Regions from separate parts of the Sus scrofa genome. Here region 1 is linked to region 2. The links are chromatin contacts, called in public HiChIP or PLAC-seq maps. All regions are on one chromosome and are shown on one strand. The core of a region is the stretch at or near the end of the contact, and the rest is flanking DNA. Distances in the headings are between cores, read along the strand shown. Region 1 holds the start of MAPK3 (mitogen-activated protein kinase 3). Region 2 holds the start of MAZ (myc-associated zinc finger protein).

Evidence for each region. HiChIP or PLAC-seq counts read pairs in DNA pulled down with a chosen protein or histone mark.
Region 1: an H3K27ac HiChIP or PLAC-seq map of alveolar macrophages shows a contact between it and region 2. The contact joins the promoter of MAPK3 here to the promoter of MAZ in region 2. A contact is called at or near these places in 2 of 47 Hi-C or Micro-C datasets (heart right ventricle and liver) and 1 of 2 datasets of contacts at active chromatin or transcription factors (alveolar macrophages).

The regions. Positions count from the first base shown.
Region 1 is chr3:18,297,888-18,300,677 of Sscrofa11.1, forward strand. It overlaps MAPK3 (mitogen-activated protein kinase 3), which reads right to left and starts at 1,523. Exons shown (of 9, transcript XM_021088019.1): 1 at 1,330-1,523; 2 at 107-289. The coding sequence starts at 1,502.
Region 2 is chr3:18,041,477-18,044,327 of Sscrofa11.1, forward strand. It overlaps MAZ (myc-associated zinc finger protein), which reads left to right and starts at 1,556. Exons shown (of 7, transcript XM_003354553.4): 1 at 1,556-1,598; 2 at 1,601-1,761; 3 at 1,835-2,691. The coding sequence starts at 1,571. It overlaps KIF22 (kinesin family member 22), which reads left to right. Exons shown (of 14, transcript NM_001243019.1): 13 at 1-28; 14 at 117-256. The coding sequence ends at 164.

The sequences.
Region 1 (2,790 bases), core at 273-2,772, 260 kb after region 2:
GTCTGGAAGGGTGGTAGGGAAGAAGGAAACAGAAAGCAAGCCAACATTCTCCCAGCCCAGCTCTGAAGCTGTGCCCGGCCAGCCGTCTGGCCAAGGTGAAGGATACACATCCCTCATGGCTTCCAGGGTGGGTGCCCGCAGAATGTCTCGGATGCCAATGACGTTCTCGTGGCGGAAGCGTAGCAAGATCTGGATCTCTCGCAAGGTCCGCTGGCAGTAGGTCTGATGCTCAAAAGGGCTGATTTTCTTGATGGCCACTCGAGTCTTGCGCACATGGTCGTAAGCTGAGCTGAGAGGGCCGGAGAGATGTTGGTGGTGTGGCCTTACCAAGCGGGGGGAGTCCAGGCCCGGCGGCGGGCCCCACCCAGGCCTTGGCAGGGAGGGGAGGGAGCAGGAGAGACTGGCCAGAGCCAGTCATAAACAATGCTGGTTCCTTCCTGCTGTGAAGGCCTGGGATCTCCAGGGAGAAAGCTGGGGACCAGCCAGGCAGCCCTTCAGTGACTTCACAAACAGAGGAAGGGACTGACCGATCGCTGACTTCCCTTCTCCTCAACCCTTTCCATTCTAGTGGCCCTCACCCCTCATCCTCCCCTTCCCCGGATGGGCTCCCTCTACCCAAGACAGGGCCAGGGGCGGGAGGTGTGAGGGACATACAGGGAGGCGAATCCAGGAAGAAGGAGGGATGGGAGAGAAGGGATGCAGCAGGGGCGGGTGTCAGGGGGAGGTTCCCGGGCAGCAGAGCTAATCCCTGATGAACAAAGGCCCAGGGCCCCCAGTGGGGCTGGGAGAACTCACAGAGCCCTCCTGAAAGTTGCAAGAAGGCACTCCGGGACCCCCTCATTGCTCACTGGGTCCCTGGCCCCAGGCCCAAAGCCCTGCCCCACCCTGTCCAGCCCTGAGCTCTGCTCTTCTCTCCCAAACTCCTAGATTCGACTCCCGGGGGGCAGATCCCAGGCGCCCTTTCCCTGGGAAGGGTCCTTCCTGCCGTTTTCACCAAGGATATGACCTCCCCCAGAAGACTTATTCTCTTCTCTTCGCCCTGTGGCTATAGACTGCCCAAGGTCCCCACAGCTCCCCCACCTAGAGGCCCTTCCCTTCATTAGAGAAGGTTCCCCTCAAAACCCCCCAAGCCCCCCTCTTCTTAGATCGTAGGCAGCGCCCCCTCCCCCAGAAAGCACTCCAAGGCCCTCTCCCTGGGGCGCTCTCCAGCCTCCCGAAGCCCCTGCGGCTTCACGATGCTCAGAGACCCCAAGGCCTTAGAGAGCTCTCAGCACCCCTCCCTGGGATCGCCCTCCTCTAAGACGCCCCCTCCCCTGGAACGCCCCTCACCTGACCATGCCGTACGCGCCCTCGCCGATGTATTGCAGCTGCGTGTAGCGCGGGCCCACGTCGAACGGCTGCCCCTTTACTATCTCCACTTCCCCCGGGACCCCAGGGCCGACCCCATCGGCTCCCCGGGGCTCCCCGCCCCCGCCCCCCTGAGCCGCCGCCGCCGCCGCCATCTCCACTCCTCCCCTCCCGCCCGCCCGCCTCCCCCCCCGGCGGCCCCGCCCCTTCCCGCCCGCCCTGTCACCCGCGGAGCCGCGCGCGCGCCAGACCCCGCCCCCGCCCGCCCCCGCGCCCGTCACGTGACCCCCACCCCCCCGCAGCGGCGCCCAGCTTTCTGGGCACGGATGCCATGGTCCCTGGCACTTGTGGGCTCCGTCTACTCGGTCAATCTAGAAGCTCCCCAGGGCCGTCTGAGACGGTCCAGAACCCCACTCCCCCCCTCCAATGCAGAACAGCCAGTAGGGCCGCCCCAGTGACCTCACCCAGAGCCACCAAACAAGGGCTGGGATGAGGGGCCAAGACTGGGCCGCCTGGTCCCCGCTGCTTTTGCCAGCCCCACTCAGCCCGGCTGAGTGGTCCGGCTCCAGATGGAACCTTAGGGGACCCTCACCAGCCCTCTGGCGTTTGGCCTCCCTGAGCCCGGCCCGATGCTAAGTGATCCCATGCATATTTCACAAAAGCGGTGGGAGATGGCTTTCTCCTAGAGGTAGCCTGCCTTTCACAAATGAGGAAACTGAAGGCTGAGCAGCGCAAGGTCCTTTGGAATCGCGCAGACAACTTGAGATCTGGAAAGCCCAGGTGTCCGGACTCCCAGCCTAATGGCTTTTGACTGGAGGCCTGCCAGAGTGGGCTAGGGACCTGGCCTCAGCACCCAGGCGGTACTGGTATCCCCAGGATCATATCATTGATGATCCCATGCTTCCTTTACAGGGAAAGGGGGGGAGAGTCCAGAGAGCTGCATGCAAGGTTGACACGATCAGGCTTTGCCCAAATATAGCAAGACGGGTAACTTTTTTTCTGTCATTGGATTTGGCAAAAATTGGAATCCTGTTAAGATCATCATATTTTGATTCTGTATGAGACTTGAACATATACTTAATACTTGGCCCACTCTAGTCGCTTCATTAGAACAATCCCACAATATAAACGTCAACTGCTTTTCTTTCTTTTTTTTCTTTTTGCTTTTCAGGGCCACACCCACGGCATATAGAGGTTCCCAGGCTAGGGGTCCAATTGGAGCTACAGCTGCCGGCCTACACCACAGCCACAGACACGCCAGATCTGAGCCGTGTCTGTGACCTACACCACAGCTCAGGGCAACACTGGATCCTTAACCCACTGAGCAAGGCCAGGGATCGAACCCACAACCTCATGGCTCTGGTCAGATTTGTTAACCACTGTGACACGACGGGAACTTCTCATCTGCCTTTCTTAACTGGGTAGGCAGGGGCCATGTCTTTC
Region 2 (2,851 bases), core at 306-2,805:
CAGCAAACAGATGGAGTCGTTCCTGAAGGTGAGCTCACGGCTGAGCCCTTCCTCCCCTGGCCTGTGCCCGTCTCGGCCCTGACGCTGCTGCTCTCCCCTCCCCTCCTGTGTTGCAGGCGAACATCCTGGGTCTCGCCGCGGGCCAGCGCTGCGGCCCCTCCTGACTGCCAGCTCCCCTCTTCACTTTGCTTTTTTTTTTTTTTTTTTAAATCCTTGTGTAACCCACTTTCGTGTAAATACAGTTGTCATTCCTTTGCTTCAGCCTGATTCTTGGGGCTGCGGGGGTGGGGCCCGGGTATCACTGCCTTTGGGCCGGGCCACAGGCGCCGCGGGCTAACTTCTTTGGGCGCCATCTTTGGGAAAACACGAAGCAGCGCAGGATTGTAAATAAACCGCTGGAGAGAGGAGGCAGAAAGGACGGTGGCCGAGAGGAAACAAAAAGCTCCCGCGAAAACCCGAGGACGACGACCGTTAGGCGGGCGCGCGCTTAGCGATTGACCCCGCCCCGTTCGTACCCCTGGCGCGCGCTCCCCTATTCTCCCGCTCGGCAACGACGGCGAGTTTGCGCGCGTGCGCGCGAAATAACGGCCGCTGGCGGAGGGAGAAGGGGGGTGGAATCTTTGAGGGGGGGAAGAGAAGCCGCCCCGTCTCCCGCGCGCCCACCACCTGCGCCATCGTCAGCCAATCAGCGGCCGTCTCAGGGGTCTCGCGCTTGGGGCGACTCCGGCTGCCGGGTGGCTCCCCCGTCCCTCCTCCCGCCAGAGTCCCTCTCGTACCTTCCCCCTCCCGCTGGCCTCGCGCGCGCTCGCGCTCGCGCCCGCTCCAGCCTCTTGTGTGTCCTCGCGCCCCCCGCCCGCCCTCCCCGCGCGCAGTGTGCTCCGCTCCCCCACCCTCCTCCTCCTCCCCCCTCCCGCCCGCCCCGCGCGCCTCCTCCCCGGGTTCCCCCTCCCCCACCGCCGCCTCCTCCTCCTCCCGCCCCAGGGTGAGCGCGAGCCACCTCCCTCCCTCCCTCCGCCATGGATCCCGGCAACTGGAGCAGCTTCATCTTCCAGGTAACAACCCCCTCCCCCCGCCCCCACCCCCCTTCCCACACCCCTCCCGCCCGCCCTCCCTCCCGTCCCACCCCCCCCTCCGCGCGCCCGGTGCGCGCGCAGCTGTCCCCCTCCCTCCCTCGCGCCCTCCCCCGCCCTCCCCGAGGCGCCGGCTGGGCGCGCGCGCGGCGGGGCCGAGGCTGCTCCCTCGCTCCCCCCACCCCGCCCCGCCAGGCTCCAACCGCCGCCGCCGCCGCCGCCGCCCGGGCCCCCGCCCCCGGCCCCCGGCCCCGCGGGGCCTCCCGCCCCCACCCAGGGGGCGTCGCCGCCGCCGTCGCCGCCGCGTTCCGCGGCCCGCCAGGCGCCCTCCTTCCCTCCCTCCCGCCGGCCGGGGTGCGCGGGCGGCGGGGCGGCCCGCGGGCCATGCGTTCGGCGCGGCCCAGCCCGGCCGGCCGGGGGCGGCGCCCCGAGCCCGGGCCCCGCGCGGCCCGCGCCCCCGGCCCCCGCTGAGCCCCGGGGGCCCCGCCGTGGCCGAGGCCATGTTCCCCGTGTTCCCTTGCACGCTGCTGGCCCCCCCTTCCCCGTGCTGGGCCTGGACTCCCGGGGGGTGGGCGGCCTCATGAACTCCTTCCCGCCACCTCAGGGTCACGCCCAGAACCCCCTGCAGGTCGGGGCTGAGCTCCAGTCCCGCTTCTTTGCCTCCCAGGGCTGCGCCCAGAGTCCATTCCAGGTGAGTAGGGGCCGGCCGGGCCGGGAGGGCGCCGACTCGCGGCCGCGGCCCACACGGCGCCTTGTCTTCGCAGGCCGCGCCGGCGCCCCCACCCACGCCCCAGGCCCCGGCGGCCGAGCCCCTCCAGGTGGACTTGCTCCCGGTTCTCGCCGCCGCCCAGGAGTCCGCCGCGGCCGCGGCCGCCGCTGCTGCCGCCGCCGCCGCCGCCGCCGTTGCTGCTGCGCCCCCGGCCCCGGCCGCCGCCTCCACTGTGGACACAGCGGCTCTGAAGCAGCCCCCGGCGCCCCCTCCGCCGCCCCCGCCAGTGTCGGCGCCCGCCGCGGAGGCCGCGCCCCCTGTCTCTGCCGCCACCATCGCCGCAGCCGCGGCCACCGCCGTCGTAGCCCCAACCTCGACGGTCGCCGTGGCCCCGGTTGCATCTGCCTTGGAGAAGAAGACAAAGAGCAAGGGGCCCTACATCTGTGCTCTGTGCGCTAAGGAGTTCAAGAACGGCTACAACCTCCGGAGGCACGAGGCCATCCACACGGGAGCCAAAGCCGGCCGGGTCCCCTCGGGTGCTATGAAGATGCCCACCATGGTGCCCCTGAGCCTCCTGAGCGTGCCCCAGTTGAGCGGGGCAGGCGGGGGAGGGGGAGAAGCTGGTGCCGGCGGCGGAGCGGCCGCAGTGGCCGCCGGCGGCGTGGTCACCACGACCGCCTCGGGAAAGCGCATCCGGAAGAACCACGCCTGCGAGATGTGCGGCAAGGCCTTCCGCGACGTCTACCACCTGAACCGACACAAGCTGTCGCACTCGGACGAGAAGCCCTACCAGTGCCCGGTGTGCCAGCAGCGCTTCAAGCGCAAGGACCGCATGAGCTACCACGTGCGCTCACATGACGGCGCTGTGCACAAGCCCTACAACTGCTCCCACTGTGGCAAGAGCTTCTCCCGGTGTGCACAGGGCCTCGGCCGCCCACTGGGCGGGCGGGTGGGGAGGGAGGGCCGGCCTGCGATGGAGGTGGCCTGGCCTTGGCTGGTTGGGAGGGAGGGTGGCTTCCGAGGAGGAGGACAGGGAGCCACTCCCTGGGAGGAGGGAGAAAAGCCTCTCCTG